Regions from separate parts of the Athene noctua genome. Here region 1 is linked to region 2. The links are chromatin contacts, called in public Hi-C maps. All regions are on one chromosome and are shown on one strand. Each heading gives the region's core, a stretch centred on a gene start, on an enhancer-like site or on the middle of the called end of the contact. The rest is flanking DNA. Distances are from core to core; before and after follow the strand shown.

What was found. A called contact is a pair of places that touch in the nucleus more often than the background predicts.
Region 1: a Hi-C map of heart shows a contact between it and region 2, with 6 times the contacts expected there. The contact joins the promoter of IER5L here to the promoter of NTMT1 in region 2. A contact is called at or near these places in 2 of 2 Hi-C or Micro-C datasets (heart and liver).

The regions. Positions count from the first base shown.
Region 1 is chr20:6,475,889-6,482,273 of bAthNoc1.hap1.1, reverse strand. It overlaps IER5L (immediate early response 5 like), which reads right to left and starts at 2,119. Exons shown (of 1, transcript XM_074923713.1): 1 at 746-2,119. The coding sequence starts at 1,775. The coding sequence ends at 771.
Region 2 is chr20:6,343,990-6,349,833 of bAthNoc1.hap1.1, reverse strand. NTMT1 (N-terminal Xaa-Pro-Lys N-methyltransferase 1) reads left to right here and starts at 2,946. Exons shown (of 5, transcript XM_074923666.1): 1 at 2,946-2,985; 2 at 3,972-4,036; 3 at 4,852-5,047; 4 at 5,274-5,526. The coding sequence starts at 4,886.

The DNA of each region.
Region 1 (6,385 bases), core at 870-3,369, 130 kb before region 2:
CGGAGGGACCCCCGGCCCCTGCTTTAACCCACCCCCCCAAATTGAGCGCTCGTCACCCTCCAGCGTTCCCCCGGCACAGGCGGCGGGGAGAAGTCACAGCGCACACGTTTCTTCTGGGAGGAAAGTTGAAATGTGGGTTTGGTTTTTTTTTTTTTTCGCACAAAAGCGAACCGGCAGCCGCTGCTCTCCCCCCACCCCCCCCTCCCCGCACCCCAAAGCCGCCCGAGCCGCGGGCGGAGGGTCCCCGCCGGGGCCGCCGGGCCGGGGCCGCTCCCGCCGCCGCGGGGTCCCGGGGCCGGTGCGGCGGGGCCGGTTCTCACGTGGCGCTTCCCCGGCGAACCCGGGCGGACACAAAGAGGATTACTGAAATAGGTGCTTCGGCGGGGGCTGTTTTGTTTTGTTTTCGTTTGTTTGCTTTTTTTGTTGTTGTTGTTTTGTTTCCTCCCCCCCCCCATCTCTGCAAAAATAAAGTCCCAAGATCTTAGATTTTTTTCTCTTTATTGTACAATTTATAAAACACTAGCGTGGCTCTGCCCTCCCACCTCCCCTGCGAACCCCTCGGCACCCCCCCACCCCCCCTCTTCCCTTCTCCCCAACCCCCCCCCACCCCCACCCCCCCTCTCCCCGCCTTTGTTTCAGGGTCCCCCCCTCCGGAGCCGCTGTCCCTCGGATCGCACCCCCGGGGTTTGCAAACACCCCCCCGCCCCCCCACGCCGCCCCCCACCCCCCTCCTCTCCCTCCCCGCTCCCCCTTTTGCTCCCCGCTCCTCTCTAAAACGCGACGATGGCCCGAGTCCAGGCTCCCAGGCTCGCCAGCGCCTGCTTGCCGCACAGCTGCCCGTTGAGGGGCTGCTCCGAGTCCGCCTGCTGCCGGCTCACCAGCCCCGTGAAACCGGAGCCGAAGATGGAGATCAAGTTGGAGATGTTGGAAGAGTCCTGGGGGTGCTCGGCGCTGTACTCCTCGAAACGGGCGCGTTTGGTGCACGGGGCGAAGGGGGGGCCGCCCGCCACCCCGCCTCCCCCCGGTTCCCCTTCCTCCACCCCCTCCTCTTCCTCCTCCTGCCCCGGGTAATACTTGCGCTTGGTGCCCGGTGCGGGCGGTGGGGAGGCGAGCCCCGGTGCCGGTTGGCAGCAGCAGGGGCACTGCGAGCAGCAGTCCTGGTGCAAGTACCCGTTCTCCACCGTGGTCACGACGTGAGTGTCCAAATCCAGCACGGTGGTGCGGCTGCTACAGTGCGGCGCCCCGCCGCTCCCGAAGTCACAGCCGGCGGCGTAGAGCAGCCCTGGGGCCGCGCTGCCGCCGCCGCCGCCGCCTCCACCACCACCGGGACCGGCGCTGCCGGCCGCCCGGTAAAAACCCGGCGAGGAGTCTCTGCAAGGCGCTCGCTGCAGCTCCGGGGGCGCCGCGCACACCGGCACCTCCAGCAGCTCCGCACCGCCCCGCACCGCCGCGCAGCTCCGAGCTTCGCGGTCCTGCGTGTCGGCGGGTAACGGGAGAGCCGCCAGCTCCGGCGGGGCGGCGGCGGGCGGCGGGCAGGCGGGCATGGCGAGGAGCGGGGCGCCGTCGGGGTAGTGCTGCTGGCGGCGGTAGAGCTCGGCGTAGCGCTCGCTCAGGTAGAGCTGCCGGGCGTTGCGGAGCACATAGGAGACGAGCAGGTTCTTGTGGAGCTTGATGCCGCCTCGCTGCGTGCGGGAGCTGTGGATCTTCCGCAGGGAAATACTGATCAAACTCTGCGCATCGAGGGTGCACTCCATCCTCCTCCGGCCCCTCAGCATCTGCTCTCGCCACCCGCGCAGCCAGGCACCCCGGGCCGCATCCACACGGCAGCCGGGAGGGTGCGGAGGGTCGCAAAAAAAGGAGGATAAAGAGGCGTAGGGGGGGGGGGGGGGAAGGGGGGGAGGGAAATAGAAAGGGGGGGGAAAGGGGAAAGGGGGGGAAAGAGCCTGAGGTCGCTGGAGAAGGGGTGGGGGAATAGAGAGGGGTGTCTTCAGGGGACGGCCAGCGGCGGGAGCAGAGCGGGCATCGCCGTGCGCGCCGGTGGCTCCCGCTGCTGCCGCCGCCGCGCTCCGAGCAGGCACGGCGCGTGCAGGCAGCGCAGGCAGCGCCGCGCGCGCCCCCGCCCGCCCCGCGCGCCGCCCCCGCCCGCCCTCCCCGCGCGCGCACCCGCCTGCCCCGCCCCCTTCGCGCCACGCCCCCCCGCACCCCGCCCCCCCCAGCCAGCCGGTACCTGTCGCGCAGCGGCACTGAGCGCCCGCCCGCCCAGCCCCCGCCTTTTATAGCGCCGCGCCGGCCACGCCCCGCCCCCCCCGGAGAGCGCGGCCAACGGGGCGGCGGCGGGCGGCCTGACGGGCGGGCGCGGCGGCCAATAAGGGTGAGGCGGGCCCCTGGCGCTGTTCAAACGCTGACAGGCGCGGCGCGGCCCGGGAGGGCGGCGGGGACGCGGTGGGGGCTCGGCCCGGCCGGGACGGGCCTGGGAGGGGGGAACGGCGGGGGGCCGCCGGCGGCGGGGGGCCGGGGCGCCGCCTCTCTGCGCCGCTCCCCTCACACAGGTGAGCGGAGCGGGCGGGGAGCGGCTCCCGCCCCGCTGGGCGGCCCCGAGCAGCCGTGAGGGCGGGGGCACGCCCCGAGGCCGCCCCGCTCTGCTCTCTGGGGACACCGGCCCCCCCGCACCCCTCCGTGCGTGACACCCCGGGGCTCCGCCTTTCCCCAGCACCCTTGGTGGTACCGGCATCCTCTGGGGGTCCCCCCTTGCCCCCCTCTGCAGACCCCGGCGCTCCCCGCTCCGCTTTGGGCTGCCCCAGTCCTGGCGCGTCAAAGGTCAGGAAGGGCTGGCGACACCCCAGCACTGCGGGGTCCCCCCGCACCCCGACCCTGAGCAGCCCCCGGCAGGGACACCCCTTGTCCTGCCTTGCAAGCACCCACCCTCACCCCACGCTTGGTGGAGAGCGCTCAGATGTTTCCCCCCACACGGGAGCGGGACTGTGCATCAGCCCCTGCTCGGAGAGTGCCCCAATCACACCTGGTTTTCCCCCTAAGTGGGAGCAGGCCAGCGCGCGGGTTGTGGCTAATCGAGGGCTCCCATCCCACCTTGTCACACGCAGCGGTTGTGAATCTGCAGGGCAGTGGCCCCCCTGCTCCGATGGGTGCCCCCTCACAGGGTGTATGGATGGCGGGGGGGGCAGGTCTGGGCAGGCCCTTGTGTGAGGGAGGGGGTCGGGGGGTGCAGGAGGGGATGATGATGCTTTAAAGGACCCGAATACGGAGGGACCCAGCCGTCTGCCCGGGGAGCAGCAGCACTCAGGAAAGCCGGTGTCACCACAGAGGAGCGGCCCTTGGCCAGCAGGTAAGAGCTGGGGGCTGCAACGTCTTGGTGAAAAAAGAGGCCGTGATTTGGGGAGCCTGGGAGGGACTGCCGTGCTGGGGCCACGGGAGCTGCAGAGCTGCTTCTGAAATGGCCTCTTCCGTCAAAAGCAGAAGGTAGGAGAGAGGAGGGGGGTTTCCCCCCTGCCTGCGGAGGTTCCCCATGCTGAGTCCCTGCCTGGGGACGTGCTGGTGTGCGTACCGTGGTGGCGAGTGCAGGCAGCCTTCAGTCTGCGGGTTGTGAGGAGCCCACTGGAGAGACAAAACCTCCAAAGCCCTCACTTCCACCAGTGCAGCCCAACCTTCAAACCACAGGGGCAGTTGCACGAGGTGGTCACTGGGCTCATCAACTTTTGGGGGGGGGTGGTGTCTATGGGGGCATGCTCAAAGGACTAGGGCTTTGCTTGCTTCCTGGCCTGGCTGGACTCTGCTGGTTCAGCTGACCCATGTCCTTCACCCAAGGGAATGGGAGCAGGCCCAGTGCCACAAAGGATTTTCTCCCTGTGGAAGAGCACTTGGGACAGTGGGACAGCAGCTCATTGCCCCCTGAGTGGCAGCTGGCTAAGTCCTCGCTTGTGCAACCTTGTTTGTGGAGCAGCCTTCTCCACAATCTGCTCTCAGCCATGCAGACTGGGGCAAATGACCCTCTGTGTATTCCCAAGCTCTTGTAGGATTCTCTTGACCCGCTTTCCTTGTTTGTAGTGTGGAAAATGATCACAGCTCTGTCCTAGAGGGTGTCTGTAGCTCAAGGTGGTGGGTATGGGCAGCATTGGAGATGGGGGACTGTGCTCTGTCCTTCCTCTCCTCTCCCAGTCCCTTTCCCTTGTGATCCTTCCTGGCTGCAGGCTGGCTTTTCCATGGCTGTGGCAGTGCTGCAGCTGGAGATCCGGGAGGTGATACCCGGAGCTGCTCTGTGCAGATAATATGGGGTGCAGCAGGGCTGGGGTTTGGGGCACATTGCACAGACCAGTGCTGAGCTTTGGGTGCCTTGGTGGCTGGAGCCAGGCCTTGCTCCCACTCAGTGAGATGAAAGGCTCTGCCTTCATAGGGTGTTGGTGGGCTGAGCCCCAGCTGTGGTTCTGCAGTGTTTTCTGTGGCCTCCTGGGCACCTGGGAACCAGGGCAACAAGCAGTGATGCTGCCAGCCCATGACATACCTTCCACCCAACCAGCACAGGCAGCGATTGCCTCTCTTGCTCAGCTGGCATTCGCTGCTCCCTGGCCCATCTCCAGCTGTAAAACTTGAGCCTAGGTGGTCCAGGCTAAGAACCTGAATTGCCCATCGGCCGGCTGCTACAAGGTGTCTTGGGCAGTGCGGATGGTGCCAGCCACAAAACATCACCCTGGCAGACATCCTCCGCCTCGGCTCGGACTTGCAGCGTGGCCTCGGGACACTGCCCAGCACTCGCCCTCTGCTCTTTAATCATCACATGGCCCCGCTGGCCTCGGGTCGTGGCTTTAAGTGAAGGATCAGGTGGACTTTACAGGGCCCTGCCTGCAGCAGTGCTGGGTTTATGGAGGTGCAGAGGGTCTTGCAGAGGGTGGCGTGTCCTCGAGGCTGTTTGGGCATCGTGGGGCAACCCTGCTGTGGGAGATGCTGCTGTCTCTGGCTGTCGGAGAAGTGCCCTCTGCTGTAGCTGCCTGAGAAGCTTCGTGGCACCAGGAAAACCCAAGAGCACAGCGTGAGCCTCTAGGAGATGAAGACAGAATTAAAGCTTTAATCTTATTTAGACTCCGGGTAATTAATATAAAGGCTATAAAACATGGGCCTGATCCTCACGCTGACTGCCGGGCACCGCGTTGCAGCTGGTGAGGCTGGCGGTGGCTGCAGGTTCTCTCTCCTCCCCGGCTGGCTCTCCTGGAGAGTGCGAGTGTTTTGTTTGCAGATACGATGGCTTTAATCCTAGAGCCGGGATGGGCTGTGTGCTGCGAAAGCTGTGCTGCTTCAGTTTGGCCTGTGGACTCCAAAATCTCCTGGAGACAGGAATCTGGCTGATACCTGTCTTGGCACAAGACTGTAGGCTCTGCTTTTCTAAGAGGATAACGAGTCCTGTCCATTTTCTGTCTCTGCAGAAGCAAGCTGGGGCAGGATGATTTGGTGCTTGCCTTTCCCAGGCAAATCTCTATGTCCTGTCCAGCATCCCTATTCCCTGGACTCTGCTGGGGTTTGCGTGCCCTTCCCATGGGAAAGGGCCCTGAGGACCCTACTGCCGTAGGGGACACTTGGTCTAAAACCATCTCGGTTAAACGTAATTGCAGCTTTTAACTGGCCGTTAAGTGGCGAGTACCATTATTTCCCCAAAGGAAAGGAGGATGGGCCCAGGATCTGCTGTCTGGAGGGTTGGAGCTCCACGTTTCCCAGTGTCCACACTGCTGGTCCTGGGGGCCTGGCTGCGGCGCGGGCGCCGTGGGGCTGGCCCTGCACTGGGGACGGTGCAGCTGTACCACAGTCGGTCCAGCCCTGCTGATGTCCTGGTGCCAGGGCCGGTTTTGTAGCCGTCGATCCTGCAGCAGGCTCCAGCAGCAAAACCTGGCGGTCCGCTGCTCTCAGCTGCAGAGTAAACAAGCTGGCAAGAGAAACCATTTTGCTTCAGCTAGTAGGAGAAACCCTTTTTAGGTAGCACTTCCAACTGGCAATGCTTTCCTTCATTAACCCCCTCCTTCCCTTTCCAATGAAACGTGAAGTTGCAACAATTGGAGATCAGGCACTTGCCAGTGGGGCTTTGCCACCCAGAGCAACGAACACAGACGTGAATTTACTGCTTGATCTCGTAATTTCAGTGCAATTAGACTGGCTGCTATAGAGCAATTTCCCCCTGAGCCTCGGAGTCCTGGGCCTGGGCATTGCCCAGCTTTTCTCAGACAAGGAAGCAGAGGCATTTGGGTATTGGCTGAAACATGAGGTTTTTTGGGTGCACCTGGAACTTGACTCCCTGGAGACGCGTCTACGAGTTGGAGCTGTGGGTGCCTGGCATGTCTGAAAAGGAGCCTGCTTTTCAGGCTTACTTATTACAAGTCAGGCACCC
Region 2 (5,844 bases), core at 1,697-4,196:
AGCAAAGTACCTCGGGGCTCCTCCCAGGGCCTCGGAGGGCTTCTTGCTCTATTAATTGCCATTAATGGCAGCAAACGGGGCAGCAGGCACCTGCCCGGACCTGGGTTAAATGCCGCCGAGGGAAGGACTGTGCCGACGCTGCAGGACCTGCCTTACAAATCACCTGCAACAACATGTGCCGTCCTGGTCACCTCTTCTCAAAAATGATAGTGCAAAATTAATTAGAATTAATTAATCAGAAAAGGGTAATAAGGGTGATTAAGCACCTGGGGAAAAGAAAAAAAAATATTCCTGAAGAGCAATTGCAGCGCCGGTGATTACCTTGAAAGGCAGCGAGTGAAAGGGAGCAGAAGGAGAGTGCGCAGGGAAACAAATGGGCTGGAGAAGGGGGTCTGGGGGGTGTTTTCTGTCTCGTTGCACAAGGAATTACTGAGTGACAAGATTGAAACTGGTCACAGGAAAAGCATTTCCCGGCAGCAGCGACCACGGGGAGGCAGCTGAGCTGAGGAGAGGAGCGGGCGGCTCTGCGGCGTGGCTGGAACCGTTGCTGCTGCCACGTTTTTGCAGACTTGGATTTGCACAAACTGGCCCCAAGGCTGGATCCGTCCCCAGCAGAGAGTGGTGTTCGAAAGGGTGTCCTCGATGGCGGGACCCTCGGCCCCGGCCCTTTGCCGGGCTCAGGAGTGTGGTCAGCTGAGGGACGCTCAACTGATTTATTTTTCCTCTCTTAATTTTCAGCCACGCTTTATTGCCTTAGTAATAACAATAATATAAAATCAAAGGGAACATTTGCAAGTGAGATTGGACCCCGGTTCCATTGAAATCCCGGGTTCATTGAAACCTGAAGGGCTGATGTGGAGCCCCAGCCCCTGGGTGGGGACAGGAGCACTGTCCCCTCCCTGCCACCACAAAGGGCTTTGGTGGTGGGCAAGGATGGAGGAGGGTGCCTAGGGCTTAATGGAATTGGTCTTCAGGAGCCCCAGTGCAGCACAGTAAAAAAAAAGGAGAAAAATATCTTTTGGGGGGAAGCTGGGGGGAGCAAATACTGCAGGCTCCTGTGGGAAATAGGTGGCAGGGATGGGATGTGGCTGCCCCATGGCCTGCTTGAAAATGCAGGTGATGACCAGAGCCGTGCAGTTGCTGCTGGTGGCTTCAGTGAGGGGAAAACTGGTGGGTTTTGGTCATTGAGGTGCCTGTGCATGGGGGATGTTCCGTGCTGGCTCACCGCCGAGCACCTCCCCAGACACTACCCCAACCTGGGAGCAGCTGGGTGCTGCGGCCTGGTGCTCAGTGTCCCCTCCCCAGTGAGAGATAACCTCATTTCCTTAAGATCTGGAAGGCAAAATGGGGCAAAAGCAGTGCTTTCTGTGCGGAGAGATGCTCTCGATGCATTCCCCAACTCAGCAGCCAACTAAACACGCGCTGCTGGCCCCTGCCACCAGCTCCCGCTGCGGGTTGCTGCCACCCCCCCGCACACTCAGGTCTTTTCTCAGGGACTTGGGGGACCCGGACACCCAAAAGCTGTCGGGGGGCGACAGCTGCTTGCCCAGGGATGGGGCCTCCGCAGAGGCACCGTGGAAGGATGGCAAGGGGCTCTGGCACCGAGGCCGCATCCTGATTGGGCCATGGATTTTGGGATGGCTGTGGGGGAAGCAGCTGTTTTGGGGCCAACAAGTCCTTGCTGAAGCCATTAGGACATTTTGGGGTGTAGGTGGGTGCTGGCTGAGTGGGAACAGGCCCACCCCCTCTGTGCCTATGCAGTGTTGTCCCTCTGGCTGCTACCTTCCGATCGTTTTGCATGATTTCAAGCAGGTTTTGTTCCTACAGGTTTTGTGCAAGTCGGTGTCCGCGGGGGGGACAATGAGGGAGGGGCCAGTGCCCTGCTGAGGGAAGGACTCACCCCGTATTAGACACCGGAGAATCCACACCGCACTCCTTTCCCCAGGAACACGGCTGCAGCCAGCCCAGTTTTGTCGCTGACACTTGTCCCCACAGCAACCCCCTTCCCAAAGCCTCGGGCAGCGCCAGGTCCCCATCCCCGGGAGTGTGTGTGTGGGGGGTCAGCCCCGTCGGGCCGCGGTACAGACGGGAGGCGATGGGGTGGGCTGTTGTCCGTCGACCGGAGACCATCCCGGGGGAGGGTGGGCGGCAGCTTCCCTCCCGAAAGGTCCGGGCTGGTACCCCCAAAGGGTCCGGTGCCCCCCAAAGGGGCCGGTGTCCCCCCAAAGGGTCCGGTGCCCCCCAAAGGGACCGGTGTCCCCCCAAAGGGGCCGGGGTCCGTCCGTCCGTCCCCCCCGCCCCGGGCAGGACGAAGCGAAGTTCCCGCGGCGGCGGCACAACGGCGGGACAACAGCGCTCCCTCGCGGCCCCGGCGGGACACAGCGGGACGGGACGGGACGGGACGGGACCGGGACAAGGACAACGGCGGGACAAGGACGGGGCGGCGGCAGCAGCGGGGCCGGGCCGGGGGCAGGCGGGCACCCGGACCCCGACACCCCTGGGCTGCCTTGTCCTGGTTACCCCGACCCCGCCGCCCAGCCCCGGGCCCTGCCATCCCGCTGCCACCCCCCGCCGTGTCACCGCCGACGGGCTCCTGCGCCCCTCGGACCCCCCCGCCTCGGCCCCACGTCCGCGGGGGCAGCCCCGGGGCCACTCGTGACACGGTGCGGACACACGTGGCGGGCACCGGGCCCCCCCCACCGGGGCGGGGCCGGACCCTCCTGCTGCCCTGGACCCCGCCGCGCTCCCCCGCGGGCCGCCCCAGTCTGTCCCAGTCCTCCCCAGTTTGACCCACAACGGACAAACTGACCCCCCGGGGCGCCCCCCCGAGGACAGCCGGTGGGAGAGCGCGGCAGGGCCCGCCCCCCGGCGTGACCTCACCGTGACGTCACCGCGAACGCCGCCGCCTGGTTGGTGCCCGCGACTGCCCGTCACAGCGGGGGCGGGTGAGGGGGCGGGGGGGACAGAGCGCGGCCGCCGCCTGAGGTAACCGGGGGGGAGTCGGGGGTCGCGGCCGCCAGACCCGAGGGGCCGGGCGGGACCGGGCGCCCCCCGCCCCGTTTCCGCAGCAGCGGGGGCCGGGCGGGGCCGGGGGAGCTGCCGGGGCCGGATCCGGTGTCTACCCCCGACCCGGGGGCAGGGCTGCAGCCCGGCGGCCTGCGGGGCTCCCGGGGCGGGGGGGTGCCCACGCCGCGGTCCTGGAGCGCGGGGGGTCCCCAGCCCCGATGGGGGGTACCGGGAAATGGCTGGTGTAGGCCTTGAACCAAGAGCCGCCCCCTCTCAGCCCCACGGGCGGGGCAGGTGTAACCCCCCAGCCCCCGGGGATGGGACACCGGTGCCCCCTCCCCCCCGGGCGTTGGTCCTGGGGACACCTCGCACCCCGCCTTTCCCTGCCGCCCCCCTGCCCGCAGACGGCCCCAGGGGTTGGGGAACGGGCCCAAAAGCGGGGAGGGCCGGTGTGACCTTCTCCCCCTAGCTACGGGGGTCCGTGGGGCGAGTAGTAGCCCTCACCTGACCGCCCGTCACCTGAGGAGCCGCCACATTTCAGGGGCTCCGGGGACAGCGGGAAGGGGGGGCGCCAGCAGCAGGGCCCATGCTGGTGGGTAGAGCCATCCCGCTGGGTGCTCTCGGCCTATGCTGGGGGCCCATGACACCCTGAAAAGCGTCACCAAGTCGAACCCAGGGCCGAGGAAGGGGTGATGCTGCTGGGAGGGCGAACCTGGGTCCCAGCCCATGAGATCAGGCAGTGGGCCCAAAACCCTCCACGCACCGGCTGCCCTCATGGCTCAGCCTCCTGCCGCCTCCCCACTGTGGGGCAGCACCAGGTCCTGCCCCACTGCTGCCCCGGGAGGGGGCCAGCAGGCTCGGGGTGACTCTTGCCTCCAGCTCCGTGGGGCTGCTGTCAGTCTCGCTCACAGCCTTAGGAGCAGAGAGGTGATCTGGAACTAAAATCCCCTCTTTTCTTCCCTTAGATCACAGCGCAGACTGGCTCCTGGCCTCACCAAGCCAAACTGGATTTCAACCGGTGATCTGTAAGGTGAGAGGCTGCATCCCCCCGCTCCATCTACAGGCTCTTCCAAGACCTCGGGGGGCCACCAAAACCGCCTAAACTGCCATAGAAAAGGTTTTGTGTCTAATGGGATATTTGCCAGCAAATTCAAGCCACGAACACTATATATTTCTTTATTTGTAAAGGTGTTTGAAGTCCTTGAATTTACCCTTCGGCCACCTTAAATCTAGTTTCTAATCCCCTGCGCAGTTAATCAAATCCACAGTGGTTTGAATTATGAGATGTCTGGGGGGGATTTATAGCTTGTATTGCTGATTATACCTTGACTTTATTATATTGCAAATATCTAACTTATGGTCACGGCTGAGATTTACAATCCTGAGGTAGGTGCTTAGGATAACTTTTAGCAACTCCAGATGTAATTGGAGGTGACTGATGGGGCTGTCGCCACAGATAAACATGTAATCTGTAAAACGTTAAGACAGGGAAAGAAGAGGCAGAATAGGTGAAAGGGAGGGTCAGCCTTAAAAAAATAATAATATAATTGGGGGTATTGCTGAGCAAGGCTTCAGGATGCCTAGTCAGGCCGAGGCATCCCTGCTGGGAAGGGTTTTTGGGCTTGTTGGCCTTCAGAAAATACCAGGATTTAGATCTTCGTTCCTTCTTGCTCTCAGTTGAAGGTTTTTAGGGTTTGAGATAGCCCTGAGGAGGGGGAAGGGGTGATGAATAGAAACTGGGGTACTCAAAGAGCTGACACCTGCCTCCTGGGTTCAGGGGGAGGCTTTGTGCCTGTGGCTCTTTCGGACCTAACTGGTGGTTTCTACCCTGTCTCGGAGGAGCAGCGAGTCCCGCGTGGGCACGTGCCCCTCGGCCAGCATGACCAGTGAGGTAGTGGAGAACGAGTTTGAGTTTTACTCCAAGGCAGAGAAATACTGGAAGGATGTGCCCGCCACGGTGGATGGCATGCTGGGGGGCTATGGCCACATCTCCAGCATCGACATCAACAGCTCCAGGAAGTTCCTGCAGAGGTTTCTGCGGGTAGGTGGCACAGTCTGTCATGCTCCCAAAGCCCCATCCTTCTCCCAGCACGGAGCTGGGTTCTTCCCTCCAAGCTGCTCCGTGGGATCATCCATTGCCTGCGTGCTGGGAGAGCTTTGCCCTGCAATGGGTCCCCTGTAGCCTGGCTGCATCCTGCATGGTTGCCCCATTTGTCCTCTGTGGGTACCTCACAGAGGGATTCAGCCCCTCATGGTTGTTGTTCCAGGACGGTCCCAACCGGACAGGGACAACCCGTGCTCTGGACTGCGGGGCGGGCATTGGCCGGATCACCAAGCGGCTGCTGCTGCCCCTCTTCAAGACGGTGGACATGGTGGACGTGACAGAGGACTTCCTCACCAAGGCCAAGAGCTACCTGGGAGAGGAGGGTAGGCGGGTGCGCAACTACTTCTGCTGCGGCCTCCAGGACTTCAGCCCCGAGCCCAACTCCTACGATGTCATCTGGATCCAGTGGGTCATCGGTGAGGGTCCCTTAGTTTGCGGGGTCTCACCAGCCTGTCCTCTTGTCCCGCTTTGCTCGAGGGGCAGGTGCCCCATGTGCTGGGGAGAGCTTTGGGGAGAGCAGCTTGAGGTCTGCATGAAGGATGAGCATCGCGGCATGGGTGGGGGGCTGGGTTGGGGACCTACCCCCTCATCCCTGCCCCATGGAGGAGCACTCCGAGGGCACTGTACTGTGGGGTCTTTTCCCCCAAGCCCTCTGAGGCTGGGGCAGAGGTGTTGGTTGGATGGAGTTGGATAGAGCCCGGGGGATACAAGTTGGACATCCCCAAGCCAAAGCT